Linked DNA regions of Sus scrofa: region 2 is linked to region 1. Evidence: chromatin contacts called from public Hi-C data. All regions are on one chromosome and are shown on one strand. The core of a region is the stretch at or near the end of the contact, and the rest is flanking DNA. Distances in the headings are between cores, read along the strand shown. Region 1 holds the start of GMPPB (GDP-mannose pyrophosphorylase B). Region 2 holds the start of APEH (acylaminoacyl-peptide hydrolase).

Region 1 (6,859 bases), core at 2,914-5,413:
AGTGCAGAACCACTGTGAGAGCCTGTTAACTTGATACTGGGGCAAGTTAGACTCTTGTCTGTCAGCAAGATGTTCCTAGTTTTGAGTCCAGCTGGTCCCCCAGGGCAGCTTGGAGGAGGGTTCCAAATGTGATGATAGAAAACCTGTAGGCTTGGTCTCTGCATTCTCCTGCTTTTACCATAGGAAAACTTAGGGTGAACTTGGTCTCCCCACTCCAGTTGTTTAAGATTCAACTGGAAAGCTCGGCTTGGTCAGTACTTTCCAGACAGTATTTTCCCAGGACATTATGAGGTCATCAGACCTTCCAGGTACTCACCCGCCTGTCTCCTGGGGTTTCAGGTGTACCAGCTGGACACAGGGCATTACCTCTGCAGGAACAAGTACTATGGCCGAGGGCTCTCCATTGAAGGCTTCCGCAGTGCCCTCTATCAGTACCTGCACAATGGCCTGGACCTGCGGCGTGACCTTTTTGAGCCCATCCTGAGCAAACTTCGGGGCCTGAAAGCTGTGCTGGAGCGGCAGGCCTCCTACCGGTTCTACTCCAGTTCCCTGCTTGTCATCTACGATGGCAAGGAGTGCCGGTCTGAGTCCTACCTGGACCGCCGGTCCGAGATGCGTCTCAAACACCTGGACACAGGGCTCCCTGAGGTGGCATCACCCTGTGGCTCTAGCACCAGTCCCAGCAGCACCAGCCCGGAGGCAGGCCCCTCCTCTCCACCCAAGGTGGATGTCCGCATGATCGACTTTGCACACAGCACATTCAAGGGCTTCCGGGATGACCCCACTGTGCACGATGGGCCTGACCGAGGCTATGTGTTTGGCCTGGAGAACCTCATCAGCATCATGGAACAGATGCGGGACGAGAACCAGTAGGCCCAGCTCTGGGCTCCCCAAAACCCCTTCCACTCCACCCGCAGGCAGGGACCATTGCTCTGAACTTGCCATGAGGACACACAGACTTGCTTTTAAAGGGTTATATTTCTCTTTGGTGTAAACTAAAAGAAATGTTTTTAGCTGTAGCCTGGAAATTCCATATATATAAAGTGAAGGAGAGCAGAACACATCCTCTCAGCCAGGCTTCTTAGCTCTGTGGCTCTGACTGCTGTGTCCATGCTGACTGAGGAAGGAGGAGGTGCCCCTGGTGGGCCTGGCAGCAGGGCCAGGTTGTCCTTGGACACTGGTTTCTCTTGCCTAGGTTTTTGGGGTCTGTGACTGCAGGGTCCTGCTGGTTGTGGGGTGAAGCCCTGAATTGGCGCAGGGCCCCTCTATGCTCACTCATCCCTTGTTCCTCAGAATTAGAAGGTTGGGTGCCCATCTTTTGGGGAACTTTGTATCTTGTGTTGCATCACCTGGCTCTTTAGCAGATGCCCCCAGGGCACCACAGGGCCAACAGCACACAGCTGGACACATCCTTTTTGGTTCTGACCGTGGTATGAGGCTAGATTTATGAAGTTGTGCTGAAGCCAGCTATGGCCGAGGGCAGGTCTTGGGCTCCCCGGGCAGTGTATGGCACTTGAACCTGCTCCTCCTCATGCCTGCACAGCCCAGTCAGCCTTTCTCACCAAGAGATCCCTTGCCTAAGGAGGCCATCCCCTCTTTCCCGCTGGAGGGGGCCCTGCTCTATTTACTGAGGAGAGTCAGTGTTCCAGCAGGCCTCTGTCTCTGGTGGCTCTGGCCCAGACAGTATTTGCAGTTCTTGTGCTATGGATAGGAGTCTTCTTCCTCTAGCTCGGGCAGCTGTGCTGCCTTGGATGGGCTGCTCCTCCCAGGGTTCAAAGGCTGCTGGGTCTCCTCAGGGTCTCACCTCTCCCAGGCCAAGCTCAAGGCAGCAGCCCATTGTGAGGAGCTCCAGGCTTGTGAGGGAGAACTTTAAGCTTGTTTGCTTATAGGGACATGGTGTGGGCACTGGATGCAAGTGTCCAGATTCTGCTAATGAGAATTTTGTCTTATCAGTACTGGGGTCCATCAGTCTGTCCATTTGTCCATCTGTCAGCCCCTGTCTCTTGGGATCTTTCCCTGGGGGTATAGCCTTGTTCATTAGTAAATATTGATTTCCTTCACACTTCCCCTCAGCAAGATATTCTCATTACCATTTCTGAGGTGAGCTTTTGCCCCTGTGCCCTTCCTCAGCAGGTGCTACCTTTTTATAAAAAACTGGTAGCAGAATGAATTGGAGGAGGTATTTCCCTGCTGGCCCAGTACCCTCTCTGTGAGCATTGAGTGTGGTCCCCTCAGCACTCAACAGTGACAGTGGCACAGTGAAGGCCCAAGGGGTGACCCCTTCCTTTCCCACGGTTTTAGTAATTTTTGCTGCCAGCCCTGAATGGCACAGAGGCTTGCTACCTCTAAAACATGCGGTCAGGAGGTGGCACTGCTTGCACTTAGCCATTGCCAAGGTTAGTGCCCTAACCTCCAAGCCTAGGGCCACTGTCATTGTCACTTGTGGCATGTCCCTATTTGGGCATTAGAGGTAAGCCTGCCAGCCTGTGTCTGTAAGAAGCTTTGGTAAGTAATGGACTAATTTCATGGTCCATAGATATGCAGCCTCACTCATCTTAAATGGGCTCCTAGATGGGATCCCATCTCTCTCGGCCTTCTGATTCTGGTGCCATTGGTGGGCAGGTTCCCATTTCTTGGGGCTAGGAGGGGGCAGCTTGCCTGTTTCTGATTAGTAATGACCGTCTTTTCTCTTGTACTATTTTGTGGCTTCAGCCATAGGGGCAGTAGCTCTTCATTAGTGTGGATAGTCATTTCTTGGCAGGGCAGAGGCCAAGACAAAGGTTTGGGGGCCAGCTGGGACCCCCTTGTTGGAACCTCTCCAGCCTGGGGATGTGCTGTACCTCCTGAGTTCCTATATTTTGGGAGCAGATGCTGCCCCCATTCTGCTCTTCATCACGAGAGGCTGTACCCACTTATAGTCAGCGTTTTCCTGGCATTGAGAAGAGCAGGGCTGGGATCTGCTGCTTCTCCCGCAGGGCAGGGTCCCTCCTTCTTTCAGCACTTTTAAACACTTGGGAGACCCAGCCTTGTTATCTGTTGAGTGGTGGGCATGCGCATCTGCACATGCTGTTTGCCACTATTTTGCCCTGCTCCATGCCAGAGAGCCCTGTCCCTGCCAGGCCCTGTTTCCCCAGCCCCAACTTGGGACCAAAGTGCAAGACGGGATCACTGGTTGGGGCGCTCAAGCGACCCCTCTGTGTAGTGCTTCCCTGGGCCAAGTCGACACCAGCCCCCTAGCGGGGTGGGATGGGCGGTGCTTAAAAGAAAGGGGACCAGTGTAGCAACATGCTGGGGACCCCACCCCTCTCATGTCCGGTCCTGTGCAGTGGGCGTGGGGTTTCTCCTAAGGGGCCAAAGGCCTGAGCTAGTTATGTAGCTGCTGCTCACTTGCTCACGGCTGGCCATGTGCACACTCCTAGATGCAGAATGCTTTGAACTTTAGAGCTGTTCAATTTGGTCTTTGTGCAGATTTAATGTTTTAGTGGAAAAAATTTGGGAGAATCCTGGGAAGGTCCTGGTTCCTTTGCTTCTCCGGGAACTGTAAGGCCTGGCCTCGAGGACCACTCTCTGCTCCACTTTGCTGGAAGCTGCCTAAGCCTGTCCACGCTGCCCGAGCCCTGCACCCGGATACTACACTTGGCTCCGGCCGTGTCCGGGCGCGGTTGCTTTTTCTTGGGACCTTGAGCGCGGGAGAGGGGGTGCTCGAGCCTTGGGCCGAACCTGCCCCTTTCCGTACACCTAGCGCTGCCCGCCCCGCTTGTGTCTGAGGTCGTGTATGTCAAAATAAAGCCGCTAGAAACTGAGGCGTGTCCGTGTCTTTGAAAAAAAAACAAACCCAGAAACTCGGGGTGGACTGGCCTAGCCCAGCCCGGCCTCCTCGCGCCCTCGGCCCCGCCCCAGTTCCTCCGGCAGGGCGGGGCCGGAAGCGGCTGGGGTGCGGCTGACCTGGGCCCGAGAGGACGGAAGCCTCGCCTGCGGCGCGAGCTCCGCCTTTGGATCCGCCAATGGCAAGCCGACCCGCGGATCCGGTCCCGGTCGCCATGGCAGCCAGGCGCGCTCCGCTCTCATTGGCTGAGTCTGCCGGAATACCGCGTCGCGGCGACCCGACGCCGATGGCCGTGCCACGTATGCCGCAGCTGATTGGCCCGCCCGGGCTCCCGTCATACACTGGCGGACGCCAGCCAGAGTTGGCAGCTCGCTGCTCTCGCTTCGGCGTCGCGTACTAGCTTGCCGCTGACTTGGACTTAGCGTCGACGCGGACTGGGCGGACAAGGCAGAACAAGAGTTGGTCAGTCTGGAGCGTGAAGGGAGCGGGAGGGTGTCATAGGGGTCGGCTGGGCGGGCCGCGGACACCTCGGAGCCCGGGACTCACTCTGGCCTCCAGCAGGCGCAATGAAGGCACTGATCCTGGTGGGTGGCTACGGGACGCGCCTGCGGCCGCTGACGCTAAGCATACCGAAGCCGCTGGTGGATTTCTGCAATAAGCCCATTTTGCTGCATCAAGTGGAGGCGCTGGCCTCGGTAAGGCCCAGGGACGGGGTCTTGGTGGGATTTGGCAGGGTGAGGGACGGCCAGCGACAGGAGGGCAGGGATCCCTGTGCCTTCGGCTGAGCCCGCCTGAAGGCCGGCACTGTTCATTCCCACAGGCAGGCGTGGATCACGTGATTCTGGCCGTGAGCTATATGTCTCAGATGTTGGAGAAGGAAATGAAAGCACAGGAGCAAAGGGTGAGGCACGGATTCTTGGCTTTTTCCCTTGGTCCCCGCTCAGCTTCCCACCCTAGTAGGAGAAACCTAACGGGGCCTTCTTCCTTCCAGCTAGGAATCCGAATCTCCATGTCCCATGAAGAGGAGCCTTTGGGAACAGGTCAGTAGAGACAAGAAGGTTCCTTGGGGAGGGTTTAGGGCCAGGAGAGGGGCAAGACTCTGTCTGCATGGGGCTTGCTGAGCCTGGGTCCAGAGGCTCAGACCTGGAAGATGATGGTGACCTCTTGCTCTTCCCCAGCTGGACCCCTGGCACTGGCCCGTGACCTGCTCTCTGAGACTGCGGAGCCTTTTTTTGTTCTGAACAGTGATGTGATCTGCGATTTTCCCTTCCAAGCCATGGTGCAGTTCCACCGCCACCATGGCCAAGAGGGCTCCATTCTGGTAAGGAAACAGGTCTTTCTTCTCCGATAACCCACCCCACCCCAGCCTCTCTCACCTCCCAGCTTTGAATTGCCCCAATGTTTTGGGTGCAGAACCATGCAGTATGTGCCTTTATGCATCTGGGGGCACAATCCCAGATATAAGACACCATGTACCTCAAGACTCAGGAGCCCTGGACTAGGTCTGAGGTCCCCCTGCACTCAGGTGACCAAAGTGGAGGAGCCCTCTAAGTATGGTGTGGTGGTGTGTGAGGCTGATACAGGCCGTATTCACCGGTTCGTGGAGAAGCCACAGGTGTTTGTGTCCAACAAGATCAATGCAGGCATGTACATCCTGAGCCCTGCAGTGCTGCAGCGCATCCAGGTGTGTAGAAGCCTGCTGCTGGGTGGGCCGGGGTAGGGCAGGCCACCACTGCCATGACCCTGCTCATGAGCTGCCCACTCCCACAGCTGCAGCCCACGTCCATTGAGAAGGAGATCTTCCCGGTCATGGCCAAGGAGGGGCAGCTCTATGCCATGGAGTTGCAGGGTGAGGCAGAGAGGCCACAGGGTTGGGGTGGTCTGTGGCTGGGCTGAGCTCCCTGATGCATTCTCTCCCTATAGGCTTCTGGATGGACATTGGGCAGCCCAAGGATTTCCTCACAGGCATGTGCCTCTTCCTGCAATCATTGCGACAGAAGCAACCTGAGCAACTGTGCTCAGGTCCTGGCATTGTGGGCAACGTGCTAGTGGTGAGACCCTTCCCCAGCCCATTATCAGCCTCCTCAATCTCAGGGGATAAATGGCTCAATTGTATTTTCCCCACTATCCTCAGGACCCAAGTGCCCGCATTGGCAAGAACTGCAGCATTGGCCCCAATGTGAGCCTGGGTCCTGGTGTAGTGGTGGAGGATGGCGTGTGTATCCGGCGGTGCACAGTGCTGCGAGATGCCCACATCCGCTCCCACTCCTGGCTTGAGTCCTGCATTGTAGGCTGGCGCTGCCGAGTGGGCCAATGGGTAAGACTCTGGGCTGGGCCAGATGGGAAGGGGTGGGAATGCCCATCTTGCTGACAAGGCCTGGCCCCTCCCCCCAAGGTGCGCATGGAGAATGTGACAGTGCTGGGCGAGGACGTCATAGTTAATGATGAGCTCTACCTTAACGGGGCCAGTGTGCTGCCCCACAAATCTATTGGTGAGTCGGTTCCGGAGCCTCGAATCATCATGTGAAGGGATGCTGTGGGGCTGGCTGAGCACCCCCTCTCCCCACCACCAGAGGGAACACTAGCTCAACACATCAGAAAGCCCTGGACTCACTGCCATTTGGCAGGGGAGGATTGGACAAGGGTGAAGCTATTGGACACCTGCCTTCTCCCATGGACATCACCTGGCAGGATTCTCACTAGGTATCCCCCACAAAGCCCACTCCCTCAAGAAGGGCCAAGCAAGAACTGTATGGAATAATAATTTAATGCTCATTGTGGCCCTGACTGAAAGTCAAGCTCAGGCACAATTAGGGCAAGGCTGGGCTCCTGCCAACAAGGTTACACACAGACAAGAAGGTTGAGGGCGGGGGCCGGGGCGGGGTGGGTGGGTGGGTACGAGCTTTGGGAGACAGGGCAAGGGGAGCTCATAAATAGGACCCAGCCTGAGTTTGACTTCAAGGGTGAAGGTTCCTGTTCTGTGGGTGAGGTGGGTCTAGGCAGCAGAGGAAGTGGCACTTGCATTGGCTGCCT
Region 2 (6,859 bases), core at 2,025-4,524, 47 kb after region 1:
TCAAAACCATCCCCTGTGGTGACAGTCCCACTCCCTGTGAAGGTGGAATCTGGGGCTGGCCCAGCAGGGAAGGGAGACTTCAGAAGGAACCCAGGGAGGAAGAGCTGAGGAGGCTGGCCCTGAACAGGGATAACAGATGGCAGGAAAACAGAGCTGCAGGCAACCCACCCAGCCACACACACACACACCCCGTACCTCCCAGCTGCCGAGGCACAATGTCCACCACCACCGAGGTGACCCTGGTATACCAGTCATACTGCAAGGGAACACGATGGTCAGGCCCACCAGGCCACAGAGATCTTCTCTGATAGCCCTGGGTAGCCTCACGGAAGGGAGGGGAAGACCTGAGAGAAGGCTAATGTATCTCCTTTCTGGTAACCTGGACTAGATGTCTGGGGGTGCCTCTAACTTTCAGTGGGGGCCCAAAGCCCTTCTCGGGCAAGGACTGAGATGCTATAACTGCCCATGATTCCCAGTCCCTTGCAGATGAGACGCAAAGGGAGGAGTGTTCCTGTAGACAGAGAATGCTCTCAAGGTGGTGACTTTTGATTGTGCAGAGCACCCCCCAGGCCAGCACTCTAAGCCTCCAGGCCCACACCATCACTGCACCTGGGACAGGAGGTGCACTGAGGGGCCCAAGGGGAAACGAAGCTGTGCCTTCAGCTCTCATCTACCATCCCCTCCTCTTGTTGACCTCCCTCCACCCCCATCCCTCCCCCAGCTCACCAGGCACAACTGGCCACACTGTTGATGGGGGACCAGAGATGGGAACCGCAGGTAGACGATGCGACATTGATCTGGACTTAGCCGGGGAGATGTGACAGCCACAGACTCATCTGAGAGGAGCTCTGGACCAGACAGAAACGTGAGTACCATGCAGGCTGCCAAGGCCAGTGTGTCTCAGAGGAAAGCAGAGGTAGGTGCCACTTACCACACTTCCCCCCAGTGAGGTCTACATAGTACAGGGCTGACCTGGAACCACCAGAGAGACACTCAGCTTCATGGACAGTCTGAGCTGCAAAGCCCCCTGCCCTGCCCCTTCCATTGTCCTCACCTTCGATTGGTACAGAAGCGAATGCCCAGCCGGAAGGGCTCATGCCACCAGCCCACGAACACCACACCTGTGTCTCCAGGGGCCCAGAATGCCTGTAAACAAGACCGGGGGCAGGGGTAAACCAGGGGAGTAACTCAGGCAGGACCCTCAGACTCCAGGAATGACGTAGGCTGAGTCGCCACTGACCTGTCCAGGGGACACACTCTCAGGAACCCCCTCAAGCACAGAGATGTTGCCGCTCTCAATATCCAGCACGCAGAGCACAGGAGTACTTTTGGAAACCATGTTTTCTCCCCAATCTTCGTAAAACAAAAACTGATCCCCCTGAGAACACAAGACACTCAGGGCCTAGCCTGTCTCGCACGAGCCTGCCCTGTCCCCTACGAGACAGTGCCTCCCCAGTTCTGATAGGCACAGTGTAGGTGGAGAACATACTGGGCCCCAGGGCTGCCCTGAAGAACCTTCATGGACTGGCCATGACCATGAGCACCTTAATGGCCTGGTCTGGCTTCTTTGTCCTGGCCATCTCATCATCGCTGCCAGTGACGTCCAGGGCTTTGGTCTGAAAGAACGACTCAGCCTTGGGGCGCTTCTTCTCTGCCACATATAATAAGTGTGTCTCCGAGTGCGACCAGGACAAGCAGCCAAAGCAGTCTGGGTGCAAGAAAGGCAGATCAGGGGGAGCCCTGGGCTATGGCTGCCCCTCCTGTCTACCCTGCCTGCTCACCAGCCAGCTGCCTCACCGTCCTCATAAACCGGCCCATGTTTCTCCAGCGCTGACAGGTTGAAGCTCTTGAGCTTCCGGTTCTTCTCCCAGACCTGAGGACAGCTGGGAGTCAGGTTGTCTGTCCTCCAGCAGAGCTTTATCTGTGGATCTGAGCCCCCAGCTGCCTACCACCCGGTCCCACACAGACTTACCTCCAAAAACTGCTTCTCCTCCGCAGTGCCCGTGCCTCCAGCCTTGCGCAGCACGGCTTTCATGGTGCCTGAAGGAGACTCTCTGCTCAGCAGCCTGAGGAGGACACAGGATAACGCATCAGGACTACCTCCCACCCAGTGATAGCCCATCCTATCCCCTTACTGGCTGTAACCTCTTAGACAAGATTCTTGAGGCTGTGGCCCACATGCGTCCCTGCAGCCCTTCTAGTCCTACCATGGCAGATGCCTTGCCTCCCCTCCCTGGAGCAGGGGCTCCGGTCCTGGCCCGTCAGAAGCAAGTCTCCAGTGCTTATGACCATGTCTCTAGAGCTCCTAGTGGCAAAAAACAAGCTCCTGGCTTCCTTTCTGGGCCCTCCCCACACCAAGGCACACGGTGGGTATTCATAAAAGGCTTGCAGATGGCTGTGGCCTTGCCCACAAGCTTCCTTCCTCAAACTTACTCCCCCCGGGTCTCCACACTGTTGCCTGCAGGCCCTGCAAACACCACTGAGTCCCCATCATGGAACACCAGGTACTGGCGGCAGAATCGGATGTTCTCCATGCGTTCCAGGTCCCTCTGGGTCCACTCTGCGAGGAGAGGCATGAGACTGCTCAATTTGGCCAGTCCCAGCACAGGCTCCCCTACCCCGCCCAGAGGAAGGTCCAGCCCACCTCCCCAATCTGACTCCAGATATTCTGGGGGCAGGATGGGCAACACTTGGCTACAACTCAAGTTTAGGTCACCGGAGCCTGAGCTGACATCTTGGAGAGAAACCACTACCGCTCCTGGCATCCGCCCTAGGACCTTGAGGGGGGGTACAGTATGGGATGATGGGGGTGGGTGACCCCTACAAGACCCACACTCTGCACTCATGGGCAACATTCCAGAACACCCCCTATACACCTGTGTGCACGGCTGGGGGATGCACCCTTCCACACCCACACCCTCCAAGCCCGGTCTTCCACAAACTCGTGAGCACTGTCAGGCAGCGAGCCCTGCACATCCCCCTCCTCTCCACCCGAGTGCACGGCCCCGGAATAGGCCCGCCACCGATTCCCCGCCATACACACACCAGTGTGCACAGTCCGGTAGCGACCCCCGTACTGCGTGGTGACCTCTGGGCCCAGGCAGGCGGCGCTCAGCGCGGGCTGGCGGCTAAGGCCCCGGTACAGCGCCGCCGCCTCTTCGGGCTCGCTCAGCAGCACCTGCGCAGGGGACACAGCAGGGTCAGGCACAGCCCGGGTTGCAAAGACCACAGGAACCGCGGGCCGATCCCTCACCTGCCGCTCCATGGTTGCTCTGGGGCGCCGGGGCTAGGCAGTCAGTGCTGGCGCCCGGAAGTGAGCTCAGGGGGCGGAGCCCGCAGCGGCCCAGCCCTGCCACCCGGACCTTGCCTTGAGAGGGGCGGAACCTTCTACGAATGGGCCGGAACCGTTACCCGAGGGGCGGGGCCTAGATGGTAAGGAGGTGGGGCCTGTGGGGCAGAAGTGGGAACCGCGGCTGCAGGAGTCCTGGATGGGAGGGGCGGGAACCTTGGGGAAAGGAGCGGTCCTTTCCCGGCAGGCCAGGCTGGTGAGAGGCGGGCTGTGTGGGCCAAGCCCCGGCCAGTTACTTGGTGAGGAGAGGGGATGGTGCTGTGGAAACGGAATAAAGGCGCATATCTTTGGGGAGGGGCGAGGTCTGTGAGGAAAGACAGGGCCCAAGGGAGGTGGGGGGTGAGGCCTGACGGGGGTGAGCCCTAAGCATTCGGGGGGCGGGGACTGAGAGGGCGGCGGAGGACCGAAGGCTCTGCAGAGAGGCGGTGCGGCCGGGCGGGGCTGAGCCTAGCCCGGGTGAAGTCCAGAAAAGGAGAGGTGAGGAATGGGGCCTGAGCTGAAGCCAGATCGAAGCTATCTCCAGCAGGGATCTCCCGCAGCCAGGAACTGACTGTTGGGTCCTCCTGGTCCATTAGAAGGCAGACATTCACCAGGAGGTGCCAGGCCCTGCTCTGGAGGGGCTCCCAGGCCAATGAGAAAGGACAGAGGTGCGCTCCTGACATAGCTCGCAGAGTTCTAGGGTGTTGGGCAACGAAAGGCGGGTGCCAAATTCGCAGGGTGTTGCCTGGTTTTATCAGCCACCGCGCCTACCTCTTAAGCTATCTGCTCCTGCAGCCCTCACCCACCCGCTCAGTGGCACTTTGCTGGGGATCATGAACTGGTGGGCCTCTGTCTGCCTTCCCAGGCCTCAGGCCAAGCTCTTGAGTGCAAAGGGCCTGGTGGGGTCAGGCTCCACCCAGAACCAGAGCACTTCCTGTGGAAAGAAAAACCTGGACAGGCAGGTTCCCTCAGGACAGCAGTACTGGGCTGGGCTTATGATGGCTCAAGAGGGCAGGAGAGGCTGGCCAGCTGTCAGGCCAGCAGCGATGTCCCCTCTTCCATATACCTTGCACCTGGATGGTCTTCCACACCTCAGGGGCCTGGCTCCCTGCGCCCTGCTTTGCTTTTGACTGAGATTGGCCTGCAGCTTCCCCTTCCCCATCAACCACGTCGGGCTAGTTAAGTAAAAACAGTTTCCACTTTCTGGGGCCACCTGCATTTGTGAGCATCCAGTGTGTGCAGGACTGTTAAGGCCAGAACTGGGAGCAGATAGAGTTGCCCCAGCCACCAACCTGGGTGGAAAGTTGGAAATTAGGATGTTCATTACAGTTGTTGTTTATAACAGGAAAACTGGGAACACGGTGCCTGTCCTTGAGAACATGTGCAGTAGACTGGCTGTAAATTCACGGTGCAGCCCTCTGGAGCCCAGGCACTGGAGGATGAACATTTAAATATCTGGAATGAATGGTTAGAGATAAACAAAAGATGTTGTACTACTTTTCCTCTTTTTTGGGGGGGGTCTTTTTAGGGTTGCACCCACAGCATATGAAGGTTCCTAGGCTAGGGGTCCAACTGGAGCTACAGCTGCTGGCCTGCGACACAGGCATAGCAATGCCAGATCTGAGCTGCGTCCGCAATCTACACCACAGCTCACGGCAAAGCCAGGTCCTTAACCCACTGAGCGAGGCCAGTTATCAAACCCACGTCCTCATGGATACTAGTTGGGTTTGTCAACCGCTGAGCCACAAAGGGAAGCCCAACTTTCCGACTTTTGTTTAAAACAAGAGAAACACAAACAGGAAGGAAGGATAAACATCAAGATACTAACCTGGAGGAAGGCCAGAGATGAGGCTTCTTTTCATTTATCTGTGTTTTTAAAAATTTCAAGCAACTCTGGGTAACTTTGGTGAGGACCCATTTCTGTTCTGTGGAAGGACTAAGATTAGCAGCCATCAAGAGTTTGGGGACTGGAGTGGATACAAGGCAGTGCCTCAAGGTGTAGGGCTTGTTGGCAGCACCAGAGGGCAGCACATGCTCATTTGCCTCCTGGGAACCAGGCCTGGGAAAGCTGCTTGTGCAGCCTAGACACACGCAAGCTGTGCAGGCACCTTCCCGCGACAGTCTGCTCAGTAAGCTAACTGCTCCCTCCAGGCCCAAACATTAAACTTGCCCTGGGGCGCCTTTGTGGAGGGGCCCATTGTTTTTGGACAGATTGGTGTGAACTCAGCCCTAGCCTTGCCAGCCCGTCTGCATCTTCGCCTTTTTACTCTTTTCCCTTTAACTGTGAACAGACAGGCTCTGTTCCTCTGGCTACACCCTCCTGTTTCAGAAACCATCCCAGAGACAGTATGTAGGTTGTTTATATCAAGTCCTTTTATTCTGATACCACAGAATTACCTTGTCACAATACAGGGGGAGGGACACTGAAGTACCACGAGTTCTCACAGAGCACAGGAGGACGGCACACAATTCACAAGGTCATGTGGAGGACTTGGGTCATTGCACTTACAACTGTAAACTTGTTTGTTTGACTTTGTACAGCACTCTTCCCCCCTCAAATAAAGAAGGAGGGAAGGAAAGAAAGGGAGAGAGGAAAGAAGGGAGGCAGGGAAGGAGTGAGGGGAAAGCAAAAACAAGACATGGAAGCTAGCAGAGGAAAGGCGTTGGGCGGCCACCACTCTCCAGGGCACTGCACTTAGAGAGAAGGAGCTGATTTGATCCCAGAGGCTGAATGAGGCAGACACGCTCATACATACACACTCACACACTTGTTCACATGCATACACACAAAATTATCTCACAACTTCCATGGCTCTCCAGTTCACCCCAGTGCACATTGGCAGCAGAGCTGCTGGTACCCAGGGAGACAGAAATGTTATCTCTGAGGCCTTTCAGTTGATCAAGGCTGTCCCTCTGACCCTGTTGGAGTATACGATGATAAGTATTTACAGAATGGGGGAAGGGGTATGAGGCCAAGGGGCCAACAGGCCAGGACCATGCTGCCATGGCAAAGGATCTGCCTTGGGAAACTCCCCACAGGCTACAGAAGACAGGTCATAGTTGCTGCCACTGCTGCCCTCTTTATCATTGGCCCTGAGACCACACTCTCTTCCTAAGGACTAAGTGGATGGTGGGAAGCAGGGATGTCACTATAAATGCACTGGGCCCCAAAGAAGACAGAAGAGGTAGTGCCCTTGCTCATGACACTGGAGGAGGGGGGCTGTAGAGAAGGCCTCGACTGTATCCTAGAAGCCCCCTTGCCCATGTGGAGATGTGTTCGGTGCTCCCCAGTGCCCAAGGCACCACTGCTGGTCTCTCAGCCTCTGGCCCCCAGAGCCATAGCTGTAACTACACAAGGGCCAGGACACCTGTGGCCCAGAGGCCTGCTCCAGCCACCTTCACAAGGGGTGATGGGTACAGATGTGTTCTGTGGGTATGTTAGGAGGTGGGGAGTGGCAGATGTCAGAAATTTCAAGAGAACTTGGCCAGAAAGGAGATTAGCTGAAAAGCCAACTTTTGAGAGCCTGAAAC

What was found. A called contact is a pair of places that touch in the nucleus more often than the background predicts.
Region 2: a contact with region 1 is called in a Hi-C map of liver, with 4 times the contacts expected there. The contact joins the promoter of APEH here to the promoter of GMPPB in region 1. A contact is called at or near these places in 5 of 47 Hi-C or Micro-C datasets (epiblast stem cells, heart right ventricle, liver and 2 more) and 1 of 2 datasets of contacts at active chromatin or transcription factors (alveolar macrophages).

What each region holds. Positions count from the first base shown.
Region 1 is chr13:32,250,459-32,257,317 of Sscrofa11.1, reverse strand. It overlaps GMPPB (GDP-mannose pyrophosphorylase B), which reads left to right and starts at 4,163. Exons shown (of 10, transcript NM_001244541.1): 1 at 4,163-4,288; 2 at 4,385-4,521; 3 at 4,647-4,727; 4 at 4,818-4,866; 5 at 5,005-5,147; 6 at 5,352-5,510; 7 at 5,597-5,675; 8 at 5,750-5,877; 9 at 5,961-6,143; 10 at 6,222-6,606. The coding sequence starts at 4,393. The coding sequence ends at 6,353. It overlaps IP6K1 (inositol hexakisphosphate kinase 1), which reads left to right. Exons shown (of 5, transcript XM_021068778.1): 5 at 340-3,803. The coding sequence ends at 873. It overlaps RNF123 (E3 ubiquitin-protein ligase RNF123), which reads right to left. Exons shown (of 39, transcript XM_021068771.1): 39 at 6,576-6,859. The coding sequence ends at 6,822.
Region 2 is chr13:32,202,282-32,209,140 of Sscrofa11.1, reverse strand. APEH (acylaminoacyl-peptide hydrolase) reads right to left here and starts at 3,274. Exons shown (of 22, transcript NM_213923.1): 1 at 3,254-3,274; 2 at 3,046-3,178; 3 at 2,434-2,560; 4 at 1,973-2,066; 5 at 1,798-1,873; 6 at 1,545-1,708; 7 at 1,241-1,378; 8 at 1,055-1,146; 9 at 932-972; 10 at 727-848; 11 at 196-256. The coding sequence starts at 3,265. BSN (protein bassoon) reads right to left here. Exons shown (of 12, transcript XM_021068762.1): 12 at 5,680-6,859.